3 separate regions of the Sus scrofa genome follow, and regions 2 and 3 are each linked to region 1. Evidence: chromatin contacts called from public HiChIP or PLAC-seq and promoter capture Hi-C data. All regions are on one chromosome and are shown on one strand. Each heading gives the region's core, a stretch centred on a gene start, on an enhancer-like site or on the middle of the called end of the contact. The rest is flanking DNA. Distances are from core to core; before and after follow the strand shown. Region 1 holds the start of STAG1 (cohesin subunit SA-1). Region 2 holds the start of MSL2 (E3 ubiquitin-protein ligase MSL2). Region 3 holds the start of PCCB (propionyl-CoA carboxylase beta subunit).

Evidence for each region. Promoter capture Hi-C pulls out the DNA fragments that hold promoters and counts their contacts. HiChIP or PLAC-seq counts read pairs in DNA pulled down with a chosen protein or histone mark.
Region 2: a contact with region 1 is called in a promoter capture Hi-C map of fetal liver, with 7 times the contacts expected there. The contact joins the promoter of MSL2 here to the promoter of STAG1 in region 1. A contact is called at or near these places in 1 of 5 promoter capture datasets (fetal liver), 4 of 47 Hi-C or Micro-C datasets (embryonic fibroblasts, fetal heart ventricle, liver and 1 more) and 2 of 2 datasets of contacts at active chromatin or transcription factors (alveolar macrophages and skeletal muscle).
Region 3: an H3K27ac HiChIP or PLAC-seq map of alveolar macrophages shows a contact between it and region 1. The contact joins the promoter of PCCB here to the promoter of STAG1 in region 1. A contact is called at or near these places in 2 of 5 promoter capture datasets (fetal liver and liver) and 1 of 2 datasets of contacts at active chromatin or transcription factors (alveolar macrophages).

The regions. Positions count from the first base shown.
Region 1 is chr13:77,862,084-77,864,867 of Sscrofa11.1, reverse strand. It overlaps STAG1 (cohesin subunit SA-1), which reads left to right and starts at 1,371. Exons shown (of 38, transcript XM_021071121.1): 1 at 1,371-1,830. It also overlaps a transcript of NCK1 not described here.
Region 2 is chr13:77,180,024-77,182,807 of Sscrofa11.1, reverse strand. MSL2 (E3 ubiquitin-protein ligase MSL2) reads left to right here and starts at 1,398. Exons shown (of 2, transcript XM_001927762.7): 1 at 1,398-2,784. The coding sequence starts at 2,762.
Region 3 is chr13:77,216,078-77,218,861 of Sscrofa11.1, reverse strand. PCCB (propionyl-CoA carboxylase beta subunit) reads right to left here and starts at 1,381. Exons shown (of 15, transcript NM_213901.1): 1 at 1,196-1,381. The coding sequence starts at 1,378.

The sequences.
Region 1 (2,784 bases), core at 122-2,621:
TTCCAAGTGCTTAATAAATTGTACAAATTGTCTTTCATAAATCTGCCGAAGTTAAGATTTTAAAAAGTGAATACCTCTTGCAACACTTACCAGTTTTGTCCGGATATTCAGCTTATTTGCTCACCACCCAATACAGGATTAGAAATTTCTCCTTACCTTCTTTCCTAACTCTCATGGTTTCTTACCAAATCCAACGGCCAGAATTATTTTTAGGTAACTAATTCCTTAGTTAGACATTAACTGAGCGCACATAATGTTAGGGTTCTCAGACCCGAACAAAATCCAGCTTCCCGAGTTTCTGACGGCTAATTTAACTTTTATGGACACAGATAAGAAAGGTTACAAAACCAACTATCGAGATACATTCTTTTTACTGGATATATTAGAACACAATATAGTCAAAAGCTCATAGTTCAATCAACTCTCGTACTAATCTACCGCAAATCCACAAGATTAAAATAACCCGTATTTTTCCAGTAGAAGGGAAAGGAGGGGGGGACTGGAGGGGGCGTATGGCGCATCACCAGGATGTCCACCCCCAACACAGGGAAACGCTCCTTACCCCCACTCTCAAGCTGGGGGTGTGCACGCCCCTGTCCTCGTCTACCACGTCCCTACCTTCGCGGCCTCGGACTGCGCCACAACAGCCAACACGACTTTTGGTTAGGAAAAGAAACGGGGTGGGGGACACGCGCCACACATTCGACCTCCCAGCCTCACGGGGCCGCAGGCCGCTGCGCTCAACACGACCGGACTCCCAAAGGATGGAGAGGGAGGCCGCGGGGCCGCGCCGCCCAGGGCAGTGGCCAGAGGGTCGCGCGCAGCAGCCAGGCAAATGCCTAGGCCGGGACGAGCGGCCTCCCCGCCCCCTCCGGCTCAACTCGGGGCCGGCAGACGGCGCCCCCGGGGGCTAACTTCGCCGGGGAAGAGGAAGTGCCGCGGCAAGTAACAGGCTGTGAAGACTCTGGAAGCAAGGAAAAGCTGTCCGTGCGTCTGCCTGCCGGCAGGACCGTCTCACCTCCCCTCTTGCCGAGCCCAGGCGGCCCCAGCTCACCTGAGGAGGGCACCGGGATGCCACCGCGGCCACCGCGATGGCCGTTAGGGCACGAGGCCTCCGCTCTGCCGCCGCGTAGCTCTGGGGAGAGGGGCGGGGCGCGCGGCGAGTGGGCGGGGCTGCTGTGCGGACTGGCTGCGAGGCCGCGGGCGGATCCGCGCGGGCAGGAAACCCCCTCCCTGCCCCATCTAATAGGCTCAGCCGCTCCGTTCCCTCCTATCACTGACGCGAGAGCGATCTGCGCTGCGCCACGAGTGGGCGGGCCCCTCTGTCAATCAAGCGTTGTGCTGGGTGTGGAGTGAGCTGAGAAGGCTCCGCAGACAGCTTTGAGCGAGCGGGCGAGGAACGCCGGGCCTGCATCTGATTCTTGTAGCTTTTGTCTCTCTAGCTGATTACTTTGGACTTTCTCAGCGCCACAGGAGAGAACCCACAACAGAAATGACGGCTTCCCGAGGTCAGCCCTTGCTATTCTGGACGCTTCCTCCTGGTTTCCGCATCTGAAGAAGGTCTTGCCAGCAAAAGGTTTTTAAGGGCGGGGAACTTAAAAAGCAAAACAAACATAAAGACCTGGAAATGGGGACCTGAGAGGAAAATGTCAGACATATGCTTAAATTGAGCAGCAAACAGAAATAAGCTGAGTCTGAAGGCCTTCGAAGGGTCCTGGTGCGTGGGTAGCTTCCCGTCTTGGCTGCAGAAGCCTTGCTGTGAGGAGAGCAGTGATCTTTGGTGCCAGGTCTGCCCATTCTTAGCGGCCCAGCCCCAGTCACCGGCCATCAGTAAGTTGGTTCTCCCGCGACGCCAGCACTGCAGCCACCCTCCATTCCCTGCCATCTCTGTAGCTCTGCTTAGGTGTTGCCCCCTTAGGGAAGACTGCCAAGGTGCACAGATATTGTCCCCACCTAAGCTGTTGAAAGAGTCAGTCCGTCTCCCTACCGACACTGTACATTCAGTTAAATCAGGAGCCATGTCAGTATACAGTTTTTCCCCAGTGCCAAGCACATGCTAGATCGTCAGTAAATATTGTTTAGGCATTAATACATCTTCCAATCCCATTTTTAATCCTGGCCCTAAATTCCAAGAGTTTCTGCTTTTCTATATTTAACTTCAAAATTGTTTGCGTGCTGATAGAGGTGTGTGGTTCACTTGCTATATATAGGATCACAAGGTCAAGCACAAAACACCTATGGTCCAGCCCTTCCTGGCCTCAAGTTGGCTAGAGCAAGTAGACCACACTGAACTCCAGGCAGCAACAACTCTACATCTATATCCCATAACTAGCATCTAAAGTGAATAATGTAAGTGAATTTTGGATTATTCAAAGGGTCTAAATACCTTTGCATATTTTATCATGGACTGAATTGTGTTCCCTACCAAAATTCATGTTGAAGCCCTATCCCCCAATGTGAATGTATTTAAAAGTACATTCTAAATGTATTCTAGAAAGGCCTCCTAGGACCTTTAGGAGGTAACTAAGGTCAACTGAGGTGGTAAGAGTGAGGCCCTAATCCTATAGGATGTGCCCTTGTAAGATACAGCAAGCCCTGTAGCTTGCTCTCTGTCTTCACAACTAGAAGACACACTGAGAAGGCAGCCATGTGCACGCCAGGAAGAGAGCTCTTGCCAAAAACTAACTTTGCTGGCACTCAGATGTGGGACTTTCAGTCTCCAGAACTGTGAGAATTAAATTTCTGTTGTTTAGGCCACCCAGTCTGTGGTATTTTGCTGTAGCA
Region 2 (2,784 bases), core at 149-2,648, 680 kb after region 1:
AGCAAGATGAAGCTTTAAAAAAAAGAGTGCGTTTTATAGACTGTCATTTTTTAGATACAAGACAACCAAATATATTTCACACAACTTTAATTTCTACTTTACGAAATTAGGAAAATAGATTTATTTTTGCTTAATACCGACATCCTGATAATATGCTAAGACTTGTAAAGAAAATAAACCTGCTCTCAAATTATCTGTCGAAGGTTATACAGGTTGGTTCTCTTATACCTTAACTGCATTTTTAAGTGGCAAGCCTCAAAAACTAACATGTATTTGTGCCACAAAAGATTTGCGCACGTCGTAAACCTCGCTTTGCCAACAGGCATAGAGCATTTACTACGTCCAAGAAATGCTATGTTGAAGAGTTCTGGTGGATCCAGAGATAATGGTTCCTACGCTGTTTCTATTTTTAAAGAAGGGTTTGTTCTTTTGGAGGGGAGGGTAATCAGGCGTTAAGTTAGGCTTTTGTTTATTAATTTCTCAGTGTCCTTGGTCTCCTGCAAAAACATGAGCCAAAGCTTGTTTAAAACAGATAATACGTTCAAGAATTTGGGTTCTAAAGCAGCACCATGGTTCTTCAAGAAATCTCTTCACAGAGAGGGCCCAGCTATGTTAAAGGAGCTAAAACAGAGGTTCGTTTTCTTTTTAAATTGGACCGCCCGCGTCCGTCTGGCTCCAAGGCTCAGAGGCCGCGGAAAGAGCCCGCTACTGACCGGCAGGCGAAGGAGGTGGGTCTGCGCCCCGTCACTTCAGACCGCCTGTCTGGGCCTTAGAGGCCTCAGGCTGCCGTCGACCCGGGCCGCGGCCCCAACCCGGCCAACGCCGCCCAAGCGCCCTCTGGGCGCACAGCCACGTCAACCGCCGCCTCCCTCCTGGGCCGGGCGAGTGTGGGCGAGCTGCAGCGCCCTTTCGGCAGTCGGGAAGCGTGGTTCCAGGAGAAAGGCCGCGAGGGCGGGGCTTGGGGCGGTGCGGGGCTTTCTCCTCACAGCGCGGTCAGCCGGGGCGAGGAGAGGCCGCGTTGGGTCAGGGCGGAGCGCCACATGGCATGATCCAGCCGGGCCTCTGCGTTGGCGGACACCGTGGAAGCAGTGTAGTGCGGGAAGCCTGCAGCCCACAGTGGGGAAGGATGGGTCAACTAACGAATGTTTCGCCACAGCCCACATGCTTAAGAGGGAATTTGAGAGCGCATGGGGGAGGGGCGGAGAGCGCAGGCAGCTCGTGGAGAGCATGCTCTGTACTGCCAGCCGTAAGTGGAGAGCCAGACATGCGCAGTGAGCTCAGGGTGGGTTGGCGGCGGGGAGGGGCTGGCCTGAGCGGACTGATGTGTTTATCCGGTTTTCTGGGTGGGCGGTCAAAGCGCACGCGTAAGGGCGAAGGGCGGTGGAGCTGGGTAGTGGAGTGCGCATGCGCCCAGCGAGCCGGTAGCTCTAGGAGGGTGTGGAGGGGGCTCTTAGAGGAGAAGCAGGGGAAAAGGGAAGCGAAGGGAAAGGAAAGGGCGGGGGAGGGGTGAGAGTGTGGTCTGCGCATGCGTGCGGGCGCTAGCGACGACGGCGGCGGGGGAGTCTCGGGGATGACAGTGGCTTTGCCCGTTGGGGTAACGGTCGTCGTCGCCGGTAGGGCCTGAGGCACCGCACAGCCCGCGGGATCCATTAAGGCCGCAGCAACCCGGGCCCTACCGAGTTAGACTGGCGCGTGGAGTCGGGGTGAGGCCGGCGAGGCACGGGGGGAGGGGCCTGCGGCGGGGCCTTGCTGTGTGCGCTGGGCGGCGGCGGCGGGGCCTGGCGCTGTGAGCGCTCTCCTCGGCCGCGGCCGGGCGGGCACCGTGGGCGGCGGCGGCGGCGGCTGTGGTGCTTGGCGGAGGAAGCGTCCGTGTGTGCGGCGGGGAGAAGATGGCCGGGCAGTGAGGGGGCGGCGCTTGCGCCTGGTGACCTCGGAGTGAGCGACTAAGGAGCGAGGGGCGCCGCAGCGGCCCGGCTGGGCCTGCTCCCCGCCCCCTCCCGCCGCAGGCGGCCCGCGCACTTCCTCCCGGCCCTCCCCTGTCGGGCGGGGGCCTCTCCTGCCCGCTTCGCCACCTCAGGGAACAGCCGGGCTGTAACCGCCGAGGCGGAGAGCCAGGCGCAGTCCGGTCCCCGCGTCCGATATGGAGAGAGCGGCGGTGGCCTCAGCCAGCCGCAGCAGCAACGTGGGCCGCCGCGGCGGCCCGGTGCACTAGATCGAAGAAGCCGTCGCCTGTGCCGTCCTTGCCGTCGCCGCTGCCTCCGCGCCGGCCGTTGTGATGGAGTAAAGGGCCCAGCAGCCCGTGAGAAGCGTGCCCGCCCCTCGGCCCGGGCCGGGGCCTGCTCCCGCGCCCGCCCAACTCGACTAGAAGGAGGTGCCTCCGCGTTCCGAGATGTCGCTCGAGCTCAGGCCGCCCGCCGAGCCGCGGGGCTAGACTGAGCGCCGAGTCCCGGCCCGAGCGCCCAAACCGCCGCATTCTACGTACCGCGGCTGCCCGGGACAAACTCGAAGGCTCGTTTTTCGCTTTTTTTTTCTTTTTCGATCTGCAAGTCTCAGGGACGGAGGAGGGGCGCCAAGGCCCCCATGTGTGGGAGGATTGCTTCAACTCCACAAACTTGTACGGATTTTGGTTACTACTTTGGCCAGTGCTTCTGCTCTGATTTCCTCCGAATTGTAGCAAATTCGCCATTGTTCCCTGGCTGCTTAGAAAGTTGGATCCGGAATTTCTTTTCAACCGGGAGCCAGCGGTGTCGAAGTGTCTGCAATGAACCCCGTGAATGCTACTGC
Region 3 (2,784 bases), core at 132-2,631, 650 kb after region 1:
AGAAAGAAAATCTCCTCACTGAAGACTCCACCTCCCCGCTGAGCTTGTGTGTTATGCCTCAGTGCCCTTCACCTCTAGGAATTTCACTTTCCCGCCGCCAGGTTGGTTATTTAACTCATCTAGCACATCGATCCATACTCATATGTGTCTAGGATGCATTGAGTGAGCCTCATTTCAAGTGCCAGGTCACCCATCTGGGCCTCAGTTTCTTCTGCTACTAAATGGCCTACGAAGCATATCTCGACTTAACATATGGGCGGTTAGGAGTTCCAGTGGTGCAAGTGGAAACTCCTATAGGAATGCCAGTTCGAACCCTGGCCTCGCTCAGTGGGTAGGGGAACCGGTGTTGCCAAGAGCTATGGTGTAGATCGCAGAGGGCTGAGATCCAGAGTTGCCACGCCCTCGGTCGGCAGCTGTAGCTCTGATTCTAGCCCTACCCTGGGAACTTCCACCCTACCCTGGGTGCCGCCCTAAAAAGCAAAAAAACGAAACACAGACAGTGGGCGGCAGTGCCTCAGCTGCTCACTCCAGCCAAACCCAGAGAGCAACCTGAGCAACATCCCCCCCCCCAAAAAAAACATGCTTCAGCAACACGCCTCTCCTACTCCACAGGCAGCTTGATGCATGCTGAGACCCTAAAGGCATTCAGCTGGCCTTCCGAGGACATAGTTTCCCCAAGTTCTCTGCGCACACCACACGGCCACCCCAGGTGAACGTGAGTTTGCCCATATAACTTCCCTGTCAAATGCCTCGATTTTCCTGCTTCCATAATGGAGCAAGAACCTACCACCACTCTTCCATGGGGCATGAGAAGAACAAGGTGTTTTTTTTTTTTTAATTAAGGGCCTATCATTGCTTCACTCTTATTCTAGTGAGATTGCGAGGGAAGAATTACTATTGTTTTCTATTTAGTATAAATTGACTTCTAGGGAGTAAATTTTCCAAAAGTTCACAGGTGGAGCCCAGCCAGGCCCACCTAAAATTCCAAAGGGAAAGCAGAAAGTGACGAAGAACAGCAATGCTTGTCCTGGTTTTACGTGTCTCAGCTAAAAGCCAAAAGGTTCGCAAAATTAACATCCTCGGCCCCGCCCCGCCCCTCGCGGCACCACGTGGATTGGCTGGGAGGCCCAGCCGCGGACACTGTGATTGGTCGCGAATGTCGGGGCGGGCTGGCTCGGGCCCCCTCGGGACTTACTCGCTTATGCTGCGAATCAATGCGGCGCTGGCCTCCTCCCAGCAGTGCGGCCTGACGCTTGTTCTCGATGCGCTCGTTAACTGAGACAGGCTGGGTGCACAGACTGCGCACCCCGGCGTGGAGACTTCTCACTACAACGCGGAGCCTGGCTCGGGCCGCCGTCACGCGCACTGCCGCCGCCATTTCTGCTGGACCGGCGCATGTGCGTCAAGTGTGGGCGCTGCGGCATTTGCGCCTGCGCAGCATCGGCGGGAAGTAAGTAGCCTGTGGGCTGGACTGCGGAGCGCAATTTGGAAAAAGGCTGGAGGCCAAAGAGCGTGGGTCCTGAGACTGCGCTAGGGTGTGTCATCGTCAGAAGCGCGGGCCTGGTCAACCGCAAGGCTGGGCAGAAAAGAGACTTTGCCCTTGCTTTTCTCTGGCTACCTAGACCCCTGGTTTTGTTATCCCACCGCCTCCAGAAAATGAATAGAGTTAATCATTTGTTGAATACCAAGTGTTGCTTTAAGCATTTACCTGTATTAGCTTATTGTCCTGATTTCGCAGCTGAGACAAATGGAGCACAAAGAGATAGAATGATTTAATCCAGCCAGGACTAAAGATGTGGTTGAACCAGATTTCAAACACAGATATTTTACATAATACTTACTGAGCACATGGCTTAAGGATCACTGGAAAAAGCACGATGGGAAATGCAAACTTCCAAATTCTCAGACTCAATCCCAGACCTAATAAGTCAAATTCTAGAAGTGCGGCCAGCGATCTGTTTCATCACATGGCCTCTAGGTGATTTTAATGCTTGCTCCAGTTTGAGAACCACTTCCCTAGGGATTTAGAACTGAACTGTTGGGAGCTTGTCCATCTGTTTTTCCAGCTAAGAGGCAGCTCTTCAAGGCAAAGAACAAGGTGTATATTTAACATTCTTAGCCACAAAAAAACTGCTAAAGTTGATCATTAACCCCGCCAAGCTCCAGCTCACAGCCAGGACCTTCATAAAGTCCAAACTCTGGCCTGAGACTTTAACATTAATACCATTCAATTCAGCAAACGTTTTTGATCAGCTACTATGTGCCAAAAACTAACCACAGTACTTATTACTTTCATGGAGTAGGAATTATTCACCTAGACACTAGGGAAGCAGAGGGTCTAAGGCTTGAAGTCATTTGACTGGACAAAGCCTGCCTGCACCTCACTAACTGGGTATCTATGCTCTTGGCCCTACGTTTAGGGCCCTACCTTAAGGACCTCCCCTTCCCCCAACCTAGAGAAATAGACAAAGGACCGGCATGGTAGCACAGGGGTCAAGGCAGGTGTGTCAAGCAGAGTTATCTCTGAGAAGGTAACTGTATCCCAAGACTAATGGTATGTTCAGATTCACACACATGACTGTGTCCCCAGCTTGGACGAAAATAGTGGTAAATGAAGCTGAAAGGCAGTAATAGAGATAAGTGTGTGAAGAATTTTGCCATGTTCAGAAATTGGGACTTGATTTGGGCTGGAGCACTGGGACTCCTTTGTCCGAAGTTCCTTTGCAGGTTCCTCTCCTGTGGCACATCTCACACCCTAGTAACATTGTTTGGCTCTCTCCCAGC